2 separate regions of the Mus musculus genome follow, and region 1 is linked to region 2. The links are chromatin contacts, called in public promoter capture Hi-C maps. All regions are on one chromosome and are shown on one strand. Each heading gives the region's core, a stretch centred on a gene start, on an enhancer-like site or on the middle of the called end of the contact. The rest is flanking DNA. Distances are from core to core; before and after follow the strand shown. Region 1 holds the start of Plaur (plasminogen activator, urokinase receptor). Region 2 holds the start of Zfp93 (zinc finger protein 93).

What was found. Promoter capture Hi-C pulls out the DNA fragments that hold promoters and counts their contacts.
Region 1: a promoter capture Hi-C map of liver shows a contact between it and region 2, with 2.9 times the contacts expected there. The contact joins the promoter of Plaur here to the promoter of Zfp93 in region 2. A contact is called at or near these places in 4 of 39 promoter capture datasets (liver, pre-B cells and stem cell-derived epiblast-like cells), 1 of 115 datasets of contacts at active chromatin or transcription factors (embryonic stem cells) and 1 of 9 other capture datasets (liver).

Annotation. Positions count from the first base shown.
Region 1 is chr7:24,458,427-24,465,971 of GRCm38.p6, forward strand. Plaur (plasminogen activator, urokinase receptor) reads left to right here and starts at 4,057. Exons shown (of 7, transcript NM_011113.4): 1 at 4,057-4,141; 2 at 6,705-6,815. The coding sequence starts at 4,084.
Region 2 is chr7:24,267,037-24,274,091 of GRCm38.p6, forward strand. Zfp93 (zinc finger protein 93) reads left to right here and starts at 3,382. Exons shown (of 4, transcript NM_009567.4): 1 at 3,382-3,645; 2 at 4,577-4,634; 3 at 6,212-6,338. The coding sequence starts at 4,620.

The DNA of each region.
Region 1 (7,545 bases), core at 2,807-5,306, 190 kb after region 2:
TCTCTCAGGAACCCAGTTCATGTAGCTGCGGGCAGCTACAGGTGGCTATGAGTTACCCCACGTGAGTACTGAGAACTCTGGAAGAGAAGCAAGCCCTCCTATCCTCTGAGGTATCTGTCCAGCCCCTAGCTAGAATCTTTAAAAAAAAAAAAAAATTAAGGGGTTATTTATTTAATAAGTGTAAGTGTTTTGTACCTGTATGTGCACTAGCTATGTGTCTGGTGTCCAGTGAGGCCTCGGGTCCTCTCGGACCACACCCAGTGCTAATTTTTAAAGAGGTGGGAAGTTGGAGAGATGGCTCGGCAGCTACAGTTGCTCTTACAGATGATCCAGGTATGGTTCGTGTGTGGAACTCCCTGGTTCTAGGGACCCCACTGCCTTCTGTGGCCTCGGCTCTCCCCCCCCCCCCCCGCCCCTCAAACCCAGGACCCAGGGTATCCTAGGCAACGTTTGGCTTCGGACCCTGGGACAAGAGACTGAGGTACGAATTTTACACACCAAAGCAGACCTGGCCTCCAGGTTCTCCGGCATCCCTCAGTCCCTACCTGGCATACCCTGAACTTTCTCGTACACCGGCTGGGCTGCCCTTCCCCCAGGGATTCTTCCTTATATAATCCAGACATTTGGTCTTTCTCTTCACACACACACCCCTTCTCTTCTCTCTTTGTCTCTCTTCCTCTTCCCCCTCCCCATGGCGACTCCCCTGGCTTCAGTCCTTGGGTCCAGTGAACTCGTCCGAGAGCAGCTTCCCAATAAACTTGAATTTAATCTAATCTGGTTTGATTTGGCCCATTTCACGTGCAAGTGCTCTACAACTGAGCGGCACCCCAGCCCGCTCAGACTCTTCTCTCATCTATTGTTTCTCCTTCCCAGGTCATCTCTCCCTCTAACCCTTGGCTCCCTTCACTCCTGACTCTGCTCTCTCTCTCCCTCTCTCTCTCCCTCTCCCTCTTCCTCCCTCTCCCTCTCTCTCTCTCTCCCCTCCCTCTCCCTTCCCCTGTCTCTTTCCTCCTCCCTCTCTTCCTCTCCATCTCCTCTGCCCCCCACTCTCACCTTTATCCCTATATAGTCTTTTTTCCTTCCTCAGGCTGGGGAAGCCCCCACGCGCTGGACCTCGCCCACAACCCAGCAGCAGGGTGAGGCCAGGTGAGTCACCAGAAGGAAGGAGTGGACATTCCTGCAATTTTTCTACACAGGGGATCAGTGACTTGGCACTTTTCTCTCCCTTCCTTCTACTCCTGACTGGAACCTCCCAGAAGTCAGAGTGGTACAAACCCACAGGGAAGGAAGAAGATATGGACAGACAAACAGACAACTGAGGAGGGGACGCAGAAAGAGAGATAGTTATGCAGAGGCAGATAGAGGTGGCATATGCCAGTAATGCCAGCACGCCTAATGCCCCTGTCTCAGCTTCCAGAACTCTGGTGGACAGGTATGGTGGCAACTGGATCCCAAGCTCTGTATGCTAGGCAAACACTGCCCCAACCCAGCCCCAACCAATGTTCAGTCTTCCAAGTAAAGAAACAGAGAACTGTGTTGGCTTATGGTGACACAACCAGGGAGTGGCCCATCCTGGCCACCATCAGCATGACAAACACTGACCTCAGACTCCCAGGCTGGGGCCAGCTTCCCTGTCACATAGCAAGAGCTCTGGCAGGAGGGTAGGGGGAAGGGTTGGGAGAGAGGTTGGGCCAGCTGCCATAAAGCACACCTCTCCCCAGAGGATGAGTGCATTCTGGAGCCAAACGTGAGTGACCATGGCCAGGGGACACAGATTCGTGATCCCCTAAGCACCCACGGTTACATGAACTTCTCAGAGCGACAGCATGAAGTAGGCTGAATCTCACAGCAACTTTCAAAGCTGAGGCTTAGAACAAACTGGGAAAATTCTACTATAGACCTCAGATGCTCTCTGATGATGTTCGTAGCCTTTAGATTGGTAGAAGCTGGGGATGTGTTTGCACACCCCCAAACTATCCAGCAGCTGCCCGAATGTTAGAGCCAACACCGAGAAAAGCAATACATACCTATTTTAAAAAAACATAGGTAGCCTACCATAAATTTGGCTCTGGACCTGTAACATTCCAACTCTACGCTTAGTCAATCAACTTTGTAGAATGTTTTTAAATTTATTTATTATTATATGTAAGTACACTGTAGCTGTCCTCAGACACCCCAGAAGAGGGCATCAGATTGGTATAAGCCACCATGTGGTTGCTGGGATTTGAACTCAGGACCTTTGGAAGAGCAGTCAGTGCTCTTAAATGCTGAGCCATCTCTCCAGCCCCCAGCAAAAGCTTTTCAATTGACAGATTCTAGAGTTAGGAATGAATATGTTCAAGACAACCACCTTCTTATTGAGCATATACTACGCCTGAGGCCCTAAAGCAATCACAGTTTGTTTTCCTCCTCCATATGAAACAGGATCTCTCTCACTTCTCTCAGGGCTCCTCTCAGACCTTTGCTGTCTCAACCTTCCAGATGAGCTTGCAGCACAGAGAGGCTAAGAAAGACACCTGCTAATGATCAGTAAGTCACACAGCCCTCACAGTCTGGGGCCAGCCCCCTACTCTCTCAGTTAGGACCTCTTAGAGGAAAACTTTATTTGGGCATTTTTATTTTTATTTTTCACCTTTTACCTTATCTTGACATTAAATCAAGCCAAGCTGGGTGTGTGGCTCAGTGGTGGAGCCCCTGCCTAGCCTCCCCCAGTGAGGGGTTGGGGTGTGGCTCAGTGGTAGAGCCTCTGCCTAGCCTCCCCCAGTGAGGGGCTGGAGGCGTGGCTCAGTGGTAGAGCCCCTGCCTAGAATCCCCCAATGAGGGGCTGGGGGCATGGCTCAGTGGTAGAGCCCCTGCCTAGAATCCCCCAGTGAGGGGCTGGGGGCGTGGCTCAGTGGTAGAGCCCCTGCCTAGAATCCCCCAGGGAGGGGCTGGGGGCGTGGCACAGTGGTAGAGCCTCTGCCTAGCCTCCCCCAGTGAGGGGCTGGGGGCGTGGCTCAGTGGTAGACTCCTTGTCAATCCTGCAGGAGACCTTGGGTTCCGTGTTTCCCAGCTCAGGCTTCAGTGACTCGGTACTCACAGCAGTGACATCACTACTGTACGGGTGCTACTCATTGCTCTCTGCTCTCTCTGGTTCCCACTCATCAGCCACACTGAGCCGCTCTGAGTGATTCTTTGCCCTCAGGGCTTTTGCGATGACTCTTTCCTCTCCCTCAAAGGCTTTCTGTAGGAATCCACTAGACTTCTTGCACACCTTTCCTGGCTGCCCTCCGCATCACCCTCCCAAAGCAATTAAGCCATTTACCTCTCTCCCTACAGTTTGTTCCTCTTTCAACTTGTTTTTCCCCTGGTTTCCGACTGATGGGAGAGATTAGATAACTAATGTATCCTCCCCATCGTAATGGCAGAGGGTGGCGTCCTTGTGTTTCCTGCTGTGTTCCAGTTCCTGGAACAGTGCCCAGTACCCAGGAGGTCCTTGGTCAGGAGCTGAAGGAATTTTGCCCTCTAGTTTGGCAAGTTAGTGTTCCACATGATTTCCCTACATGGAATTGTACCGCCTCGGCCAAGGATGGTAGCGTGCCCATGATCCAGACTCGGGGGAGACTGAGGCAGGAGGTTCCTGAGTTCAAGGCTGGTCTTCATAGCAAGACTCTCTCTGGAGAAACTCAAATAAAACAAACTTTGAAAACATAAACTCTGATTGGTAAGAAATAGCCAAGGCTAGAGAGGATTCTAACCCTTGCTATTTGGTTGTCTTCCTTTCTCCATCATAGTCTCTCTCTCTCTCTCTCTCTCTCTCTCTCTCCCTCATCCCTCCTTCTCCCTCCCTCTCTCCCTCCGTTCCTCCCTCCCTCTTTCCCTCCCTCCTTTTTTGAGACTGCATCTTACTATGTATGGAAGGGGCAGAGTTTCTTGAACTATGGAAGAGGAAGGGCTGGGGGGGGGGGGCGGGGGCGGGGCGGGGGGAGGCGAGGCAACCCCTGGAGCTGACTCACTCTTTAGCAAACAGTGGGAGGAGCCCTAGGGTCACAAAACTGTCTTCTTCCCCTCGGTCAGTCTAGAGCAGAGGTGAAGGAAGAACCCATGGGACTCCCAAGGCGGCTGCTGCTGCTGCTGTTGCTGGCGACTACCTGTGTCCCAGGTAAGAGCTGCGTGGTGGCACCGGGCGTGAGCTAGAGGAGGATGGCCCAGCGCTCCACCCTTCTATCCAGCTATTCTCCGGGTGTGTTCTCAGGCTCCACGTGGCACAGTCAGACTCCCGCAGGCATTCATTTAGTAAACGCTGATCCCTGGTGCACAGTGCCTGGCACACTGGAGGACGCGGAGGAACAGAGAGGTTAAGAAGCTGGTCCAAAGCCTCACAGCTAGGGGTTGAATGATAACTGGACATGTGACCTCACAGCCACTCCCCACAGTGTTTTGGTCTGTGTGGGGATCCCACTTTGGGACAAGACAGGGGCTCAGGGGTCTACATCTCAAAGGTCCACAGAGTTCAGCGGGAGCCCAGGGCCTGTCCCTCGAATACACTTGTCTTTTACTATGTTATGTCCTCAGCCTTCTTCCTCCAGGAAATGCGGGGGAAATGGTGTTGAGAAAGTAGAGGGAAATGGGGAAGGAATTGAGTCAGGGTTTGGCACGGTGAATAACTCGGAAAGCCCTCTCTAGTCCGCGGGAGACCGGAGATGATTAATGGGGTGGGAAAAGATCTCTGGCGGGGCCTGGGTGGTCTGGGAGCTAGAGGGGGGAGGGGTGGGGGTGCAAAGGGGAGGGGCTCTTGTTGAAGAAAGGATATCTGGCACAAAGGGACCGGCTCTAAATTGCAGACCGGATCTCGGGGCTCAGACAGGACAGTTCTTACTGTGAAATCCAACCCCGGGAGGAGGGGACCCTGGAGTGGGGCTGCCACCTGGGGTCAAAACTGGCTGTGTGGTTCAGGACAGTTACTTAGCCTTTCTGTTCCTGGAACTTGTCTGGGAAATGGGGGCCAGACTAAGGCTAGGCTGGTGCAAAAGTTCTGATTAGAAACTGGGCAGTCGGGGGCTGGAGAGATGGCTCAGTGGTTAAGAGCACGGACTGCTTTTCCGAAGGTCCTTAGTTCAAATCCCAGCAACCACATGGTGGGTCACAACCATCTATAATGAGATCTGACGCCCTCTTCTGGTGCATCTGAAGACAGCTACAGTGTACTTACACATAATAATAAATAAATCTTTAAAAAAAAAACGAAAAAAAAAACTGGGCAGTCTGAGGCGGGGGGCTATAACATTGGCGAGACGTGGCCTAGGTGAAGACCTGCAGGAGGGACTTCGGTCCTGGGGTGGGACAAACGTTTGGGGGCTGAGGTGGGTCTTTGAAAGTGGTTCTCAACCTTCCGAATGCTATGATCCTTTAATACAACTCCTCACAGTTTGGTGACCTCCGACCATAAAATTATTTTTGTTGCTACTTCATAACTGTAATTTTGCAACTGTTAGAAATCTTCATGTAAATATCTGATGGGCAGAATATCGGATATATGACCCCTCCTGAGGGTGAGAACAGCTGGGCTGTGTGCTGTTAAGCCCCGGCAGGGCTAGTCTACCAAGAACAGAGTAGAGTGTGATGGGAAAATAGCCTTAATTCCAAGGCAGGTGGATTTCTGACTTTAAGGCCAGCCTGGTTTACATAAATAGTGACCAGCCATAAATAGTGAAAACATTTCAGAAATATTTAATAAAATAATATAAAGGTAGGAAGAGAATTTAGGGAAGGAGCCAGAGTATGGGAACTAGCGTCTAGAAGGAAGCATTAAGCATGGTTAAGGAAGCCAGGGGCAGGGCTAGAATATTGGGCAGAACTGGAGACTCTGAGACAGGCAGGAGCTACGGGCTGGGACTAGAACCTAGGAGAGTGTCGGGGAAGGGGGAGAGAATGTTTTTGGAGGTAAGCTCAGTTGATTATCTTGGAGGGCTACTGGGCAGGGTTAGAGCTTCAGGAGGAAAGATTCATGTCTTGGAGAGAATCCTGAGGAGTAGCTAAGGAAGAGGATGGAATGGGTGGACAAGGGATAAAGATCCAATGTCCAGAGCTGACCAAGTAGAGAGGACACAGGACCTAAATGGGACCCAGGGTAGAAAGTCCTTTCAAGAACTAGAAAGAAGGTGTTGGGGATTTAGCTCAGTGGTAGAGGGTTTGCCTAGCAAGCGCAAGGCCCTGGGTTTGGTCCTCAGCTCTGGAAAAAAAAAAAGACAAAAAGAACTAGAAAGAAGAAGAGTTAGAGGTTGGGAGATGGGGCGGGGGGGGGGGGGTCGCATGCCTTTGATTCAAGCATTAGGGAGACAGAAGTGGGTGGATTTCTGTGAGTTCAAGGCCTCCATCCTGGTCTACAGAGCAAGTTTCAGGAAAGTCAGGGTAACACAGAGAAACCTTGTCTTGGAAAAAAAGGAAGGAAGGGGGCAAAAGTGCAGAGTTAGAATGAATGGCAGGTGATGCCTGTCTGTAATCCTCACACACAGGAGGATGAGGCAGGAGGATTGCTGTGAGTTTGAGGTCAGCTTGGACTATATAGATCTTAGAGAGAGGGAGTGGACCATGGGCAATCAGGGCACAATGCATGCATCCAAGGGGAACAGGCCTAGATCAGTTTCACACCATGGTGGGGTGGGAGGCAGACCCTGGCCATCACCTCTGACTCCTCTCCTCTCCTCTCCTCTCCTCTCGCCCAGCCTCCCAGGGCCTGCAGTGCATGCAGTGTGAGAGTAACCAGAGCTGCCTGGTAGAGGAGTGTGCTCTGGGCCAGGACCTCTGCAGGACTACCGTGCTTCGGGAATGGCAAGGTGAGGCTGACCACCCCCCCAACAACCGATAGCAAACAATAGGCCAGGAAACCATCTCTCTCCAGATTGTAAAGATATACAAAAGTTTAAACGTCTAACAAGGGTGGAGAGGCAGCCCGGCATTTAAGACCAGCCGCTCTTCTCTTCCAGAGGCCTGGAGTTCAGTTCAGGTAGCCAGCCAGATGGGGTGACTCACAACCACCCATGACCCCCAGCTCCGGAAGGAGAGCCAAGGCTCTCACACACCCACAGATGCATAACTAAACACCTGTTGATCTTGTAAAGGACCGAGATTCATTCACAGCATCCACCTGGTGGCTCACCTGCTCCTCGGGCAGCAAGCATGGGTGTGGTACATAGATGTACATGCAGGCAAAACTCTCGTGCACACAAAGTAATAAACCCAAGAGAATTGTTTACAGTGTTGGTGCAACCCTGGCGATGGGGATAAATTGGCTGTGTGCAACTCAGATAAATATTTTTTGCTTTGTTTTTGGGATTGGCGGTGGTGGGGTGGTGTTTAGTTTGGTGGTTGTTGCTTGGTCTTGAGTTTTTATTTTGTTTTGTTGTAAGACAGGGTCTCACATAGCTCAAGCTAGCCTTAAACCTGTACTGTAGCCAGTGATGACCTTGAACATGTGGTCCTCCTGCCTGAAACTCCTAAGGTAGAGATCATAGATGTCACCACCACGCCTGAACTGGGATGTCTGAGTTCAAGGCCAGCCTGATC
Region 2 (7,055 bases), core at 2,132-4,631:
ACTCCAACAGGACTAGACCTTCTAATAGTGCCACTCCCTGGGCCAAGCATATACAAACCATAACATTCCATTCCCTGGCCCCCATAGGCTTGTTCAAACATATGAGTCCATTGGAGGCCATAACTAAACACAATATAATGCAAAATACAATTAGTCAACTTCTAGAGTCCCCATAATCTATAGCAGTGTCAACAATGTTAAAAGCCCAAAGCTTAAGGTCTCTTCTGAGAGTCATCCAATTACTTAACTGTAATCCCCAAAGAAAGACTTGAAACCAGCTGGGCAAACTCCAAACTCTGCATCTCCATGGCTGATGTCAAAGCTGTCTTCAGATCTCCAATTCATTTTTCATCTTTATTGACTGCGACAAACTTCTTTCTTCTGAGCTACTTCCACTCCCTGTTAGCAACTTTTCTCAGCATCTCCTGTATCAATGTGATGTAAAGAATGTGGCCCGGTTATTTCTGATTGGCTAAGAAAATGCTGAACAGTCAGTGATTAGTTCAGTGATTAGGCTGAACTTCCGATCCAAGCCAGGGACCTGAGAGAGAGGAGGAGGAGGAAGAAGAGGGCCACAGGTCAGGTGAAGAAGATGAACAGAGTCACCATGATGTCAGGCATGAGGCAGATTTGCCAAGGGAGTGCTCCTTGAGGACAGACAGACAGAGCAGAGAAAGCTAAGGTGAGACTAAATGCAAGTAACGTGTGTGTGGCTGGGAAACAGCTAAGACAGCATAGAGGGTTAGGAATATCTGCTCAGTTATTGTGCTTAAAGCTTGTGGAATAAGTCTATAGGGCTCTGTCTCAATTATTTCGGGAGATAGCTGAGTTAGAAAAAATCTCATCCTATAGACAAGGTTCTCTATGGGAAATCAATTCTTTTCTTTTCTTTCTTTCTTTCTTTCTTTTTTTTTTTTTTTTTAATTTTCTTTTATTTTCTCAAGACAGCTGTCGATCTGGCTGCTCTGGAATGTGCTCTGTAGACCAGGCTAGCCTTGAACTCAGAAATCTACCTGTCTCTTCCTCCCGGGTGCAGGATTAAAGGCTTGTGGCACCAATGCTCAGCTGGGAGATTCTTTACAAATGTCAGAAATCACAGACGAGTGGAAAATTGCCCTATCATTGTTGCGGGAAATATAAAATGAACGCCAAGCTTCCGCACTTCTCCCAGCTACTCTCAGCCCCAGCAGTCCCACCAGCCAGTTCTTAACTCCTGGAGACTCTCTGAGTCAGAGCTCCAAAATCTCTCCACCCAGCTTGCTAAGTTCCCACTGGCGGGTTGCTACTATACCAACCCTATGCTTCAAAACCCACACGGCCTTTGTGGTGCACATCTGGCAAACCCACGCTTTGCCTTCGTACCTTTCTCTTTTGAACCCAGACGAGCTGCCACAAGAAGGAAAATGCAACACAAACTTAGTTCAGAAAAAAAAAATTGTAACTCAATCACTGGGCACAGCAGCTAAAATCTTGTACGCCATATTAAATCTAAATCCTCCGGTTGCGAATCCTGACGGATCCGCCATTGAAACCAGGAGACACTAGTAATTACATCTTGTCCTCACACTATCCCTGTCGAAAAAGACCAAACTCTCCTGCTTCCTCTCTTCCTCCGTGCATCCTGGAAGTCGCCCCTACTTGCTCAGTGATTGACTCCTTTATTCATTAGGGGATTGATTCACAAGAAGCCTGAGTGTATGACTCACTCCTTGTCCGCAACCCCTCCCAGGAGAGCAGAATTAGCATCAAAATACAAACAGCACCAGCGCCATCTACAACAGGACACTGGCAGGGAAATCTCAGCATCCATCCAAGTCTACAGAGAAAGGCTGCAGGAAAGGATTTAACCAACGTTGGTGACTGGCAGAACCGTCGTTGACCTACGCGTCCCTTTCTCACAGGAAGCCCCTCTGTATCTGAGGTGCAGAGCTGCATGTGCTCAGGACTCAGCCATTTCCGGTGCAAGTGGAGAGGGGCCCTGTAAGTAAGACTCATTTGAAAATGCTCACCCGTCTCCAACCTGCATTCATATTGATTTGTGTTCCTCAGTATTCCTGAAAGGGGCCTTCAGTCAGCATCTTATATTTATTAGCCTAGTACAGTGAACTGAAATGTGTGCAATTGGAATTATGGGCCCTGACATTCTGTGGGGACAGAGCTTTTGCTGTTGTTTGTTTGTTTATACTGTAACCAATATTTTGAACGTCTTTACTAAACTTGACTTGTGAATGACTTGCTTCTCCTCCTTCCCCTCTAGGTCTAGGTCGGGCTGTCCTTCATGACCCAGGTCCATCTGTGGTTCAGACCTATGCTGCTCCCACGGACTCCCCCAGGCTGTATCTCAGATAAAGAGTTCTTTCTGACAGCTCCAGGGCTCTGAAGGTCAAGGATCAAGCCCCCACTGGAGGATGCTGGGCAGGTTGTGGTTTGAGTGAGAACGCCCCCCACAGGCTCATGTTAAAATGCTTAGTCACCAGGGAGTAGAACTCATTGAAAGGATTTGAAAGACAGGAGGTATGGCCTTGATGGTGAAAGTATATCACTGGGCATGGCTAGAGATTTTAAGAGCACATGTGTCTCTTTGTCTCTCCAGTATGGATGAGGATTTAACTCTCCCTCCCATGCCCGCTGCTGCCATGCTCTTGCCATGATAATGCACTAAACCCCTAAAAGTGTACGCAAGCCTCTAATTAAATGTTTCCTTTTATAAGCGTTGCCTTGGTCATGATGTCCCTTCACAGCAACAGAAGAGTGGCCCAGATAGCCCATGTTCTACCACCAGGTCACTCCCACAGCCCCTCACTAGGGGATTCTGGGCAGTGCTCTACAACTGAGCCGGTCCCCCACCCCTCATAGGGGGTTTCTATGCAGAAACTCTGACTCTGCTGCCTAATTAGGCAACTGCAGCTGTGCAGTTTCCCTGTTAGCTTTTATAATGTAATACAGTATGGGATCTCAATTTTAAAAAAAAATGTATCCACAGCAAGATCTGCTGGCCCTCTCCTTTAATCACAGCACTTGGGAGGCAGAGGCAGACAGATCTGTCAGTTCGAGGCCAGCCTGGACTACTGGGGGAGTTCCAGGACAGCCAGGGCTACACAGAGAAACCCTGCCTCGGAAAAACAAAACAACAACAAAAACAAAGAAGTATCCACAGTTGACTTTCATGGAATTTCAGAAATGAATAAACCGAAAAGCAACACAGAAGAGCGACCTACCAAAAGGAATCCCCTTAGTTAAAAAGGTTCACCGAAGCTTTGCCATTCCGGGGAATATAGTCCCCAGAGAGTGCAGCCACTGAGGAATTCTGGGAATTGTAGTTCCAACGCCAGTAGTGGTCAAGGTCGTTTCCGCTCCCGGGAGGGGAGGATGTTTGTGAGTGCTTCCTGTGAGGTGAAAACCTGGGCCATCGCTCTGCATTTCCTTTGCGCCTGTGCTCCTGATGTATCCCCTCAGTGACCGCATCTGCGGCCCAGGAACAAGCCCGGCATCCAGGTCCTCTCTCGCTGGGCTCTGCCTGAGGCGGGGCTGCCCTACACTGACACACCTCAGCCCCTTGCAGAGCCCCAGGAGAGGCTAGCTTCCCAGGGGAGCCTGGCAGGGGAGCTATGATGAGAGATGGCCCATGTCCTGAATCCTTAAGTGGTATGCAACTTTACTTTTTATGTGATTCCACCCCTATTTATTTATTTATTTATTTATTTAAATAAACAATATTTTTATTTTGTTAAAGTTATTAAATAAATGTATTTAATAATTAGAAGAAAGAGAGAGAGAGAGAGAGAGAAAGAAAGAAAGAAAGAAAGAAAGAAAGAAAGAAAGAAAGAAAGAAAGAAAGAAAGAAAAGAAGTCAAAAGACAACTTGTGGGAGTCAACTTAATGGTACCCAGAGACTCAAACTCAGCAGGTTAGACTCAGTGGCAGTTTCCTTTACCCGCTGAGCCATCTTGTAGGCTCAAACTCCCCATTCCTTGGAGAGGGTTTAGCGTTTTTTGTTATTGTTTTGTTTTGTTTTTTAATTGGTCATTATTTTCATGCCTGTGGGAAAAGAGACTTTGGACTTTGTGGCGGCTCTTGTAAATGAACAATGTTTACTAGTAATTAAGTCTTTTAGAGGGAGATACAAAAGAGGACTCTATCATTTCCATGTATGGAAACAATAATATGTAAGATAGCTGTCACAATTGATAGATCTTTCTGAGAGTGGTAGTCAGTCATGACACAGCACGCATCATAGAGTTCAGAGCTTAGTGAAGATTTGTTTTTCTGGAAAACCCATCACTACAGGCAGCCTTGTGAAGGTAAGAGTGCCCAGCACCCCCCACCCCACCCCCCACATGCACACACACAAGCTGCCAGAAATAGAAAATGTGGCCTTTTCTAACCCGCTGCGGTGAGCGAGGTGAGGCATGGGTGGCCCCTTAACTTTAACCCAGAGTCTTACACTACCAATTAGTGGGAAGTAGGCAGAAAAGCCTGGTCAGCGCGCACAGCCCTTGGGGCTGATGGAGAAGCTGAGGAAGCCATGTGGACCAACTGTCCTAGCAGTGTTCTCACGAAGCCCCTCTTCCCCCAGCTTGCTTCCCAGAGCCCTGCCTTGTCTCAAAGAGAAGAGAACAATGACCAAGTTACAGGTAAGTCGGGTTGCTTCCCCCATCCCCACAGTGCTAGGGATTGGAAACAGGACCCCTGCATGCTGGGCAAGTGCTCTGCAGCCACCGTAGCCTATTTGACAAGGTCCAGGCCACGGAAGGACCCTGTTCCCAAAACAAACAAAAACCCTAGACAGCACCTGAGGAAGGACACCAGAGGTTGGGCTGTAGCCTGTACATGCATGTGTACCCTTGTGTACATATGTACACTCACATGCATGCACACATGTGTACACACATGCACACAGAAAACTGGTCACTCTCATTTCCTGCATTGGACTTCCTGAGCATTCATATCCTGAACAACCAGGGAGCGTCTGGCTTCCGCACAGCTTCTGTGGTTGACCCAACTCAGATGATGGAGGAATGAAGAAAGGACAGACACACAGACACATGTACAGACAAGCTGGGATCGAATGAGCTGTGTGCTCTGATGGAGACTCCCCAGCAGCCCTGAAACTCAGCGCATTTATTAGACACCGCTGAGCACCCAGGAGCCATGATTCAGGAAACTGCAGCATGAATACAAATGCACGGGTATTTTACATGGAGTTCAGCCAAGCTCCCCAGCTACACAGTACCCTCAGCTCCAGGGACTACACGCTTGTTTTGTTAACAACAGTGGTGATTTTCACACGTAATTTGTAGTCACCAGGTATCCCTGATTCTCTGTATTCTGTCCTAAAATGTACACTTTTGAAAAATCTTCAGTATTTTTTAAAAAATCTTCAGTACTTTGGAAAATGATTAAAAATGGCAGTTTGTCTGAAACTTTCACTTACTTAATTAGATTTTTGTTTTAAATTTACTGTTTGTAAATGGACAGTACATTATAGTCAATATATGTTATATAAACTACATATATATAATATATATTTACATGGCTGAACACCATGTCATATATATAATATACACACATATATATATTTGTGTGTGTGTGTGTGTGTGTGTGTGTGTGTGTGTGTGTGTGTGTGTGTAATGCAACCTTTATGGAACACTGTGTGGCCATGAGTGTCAACATGCAGACAATGATGATAGTGTTGTTGGACATATATTGGCTGCTTAATGCATATGTGCATATCATACAGTGTTCTGGGTCCTTTCTGTGGTCTCATTTTATCCCTTCAGGGGCATTGGGAGAGGAAGGAATGTCAGTTGAGCAAATGCTTTTATAAGATCCAGCTAAGGCATTTTCTTAATTAGTCATCAATGTTGGAGGGCCCAACCCACTGTAGTTGGTGCCATCCCCAGGCTGATGGTCCTGGATTCTATAAGAAAGCAGGTTGAGCAAGCCAGTAAGCACCACCCCTCTATGGCATGTGCATTAGTTTCTGCCTCCAGGATCCAGCACTGCCTGAGTTCCCATCCTGACTTCCTGCAATAGTGAACAGGAATATGGAAGTGTAAGCCTAGCAAACTTCCCTGCCCAACTTGCCTTTTGGTCATGGTGTTTTGTCCCAGCAATAGAAGCCCTAAGACAACAGGCTCTGTGTAAGCAGTTGCTCAGGTCCTAGTGGCATTGGGAATGAATCTGAGGTGGCATGTGCTTGCCGTCACAGGAGATGGTGACCTTCAGGGATGTGGCTGTTGTCTTCAGCGAGGAGGAGCTGGGGCTGCTGGACGCTGCTCAGAGGAAGCTGTACCACGATGTGATGCTGGAGAACTTCAGGAACCTCCTGGCAGTGGGTGAGGACGGGGCCCTGTGTCCTTGGTGATGTCAGAGTTCACACCCGTGTGTCTGTTGCACGCCACTGCTTCCCTTTTAGGTTACTTATTTTGTATTTTATGTACACGTGAGTGTTTTGTCTGCGTGTGTGTCTGTGCCACATTCACTCATGATGCCCACAGAGGCCAGAAGAGGGCATTAAATCCCCTGGACCTGGACTTACAGATGGTTGTGAGCCAGCATGTGGGTGCTGCACACACACCCTGGGTCCTCTGGAAGGGCAGCCAGTGCTCTGTATGGCTGAGCCACATCTCTAGCCTCTACTTTATTTTTTGTTTTGTGGCAAGGTCTTGCTATATAGCCTAGGCTTGCCCAGAAATTTGATTCTCCTATCTAAGTTTCCTAAGCACTAGGGTAGCAGCTTTGTCGACTGTGTCTGACAAACTGCGTGCTCCTGGGGCCTTGCACTCCAACCCTGCTCATCTCTATTTCTTTTCCTGCTTCGATATGTGTGTCTCAGGTGTTGTCCTTTGCATCTCTCTGGCCACACAGTGCTCTTCCCTGGTGGAATTCCTGTCTCTGTCTCTCTGCCTCTCCCTCTCTATCTCTGTGTGTATGTGTGTTTTTGTCTGTCTGTCTCTCTCTGTCTCTCCGTATATATGTGTGTTTGTGTCTGTATGTATGTTTATGTCTGTCTGTCTCTCTGTCTTTGTCTGTCTGTGTCTGTCTCCCTCTCC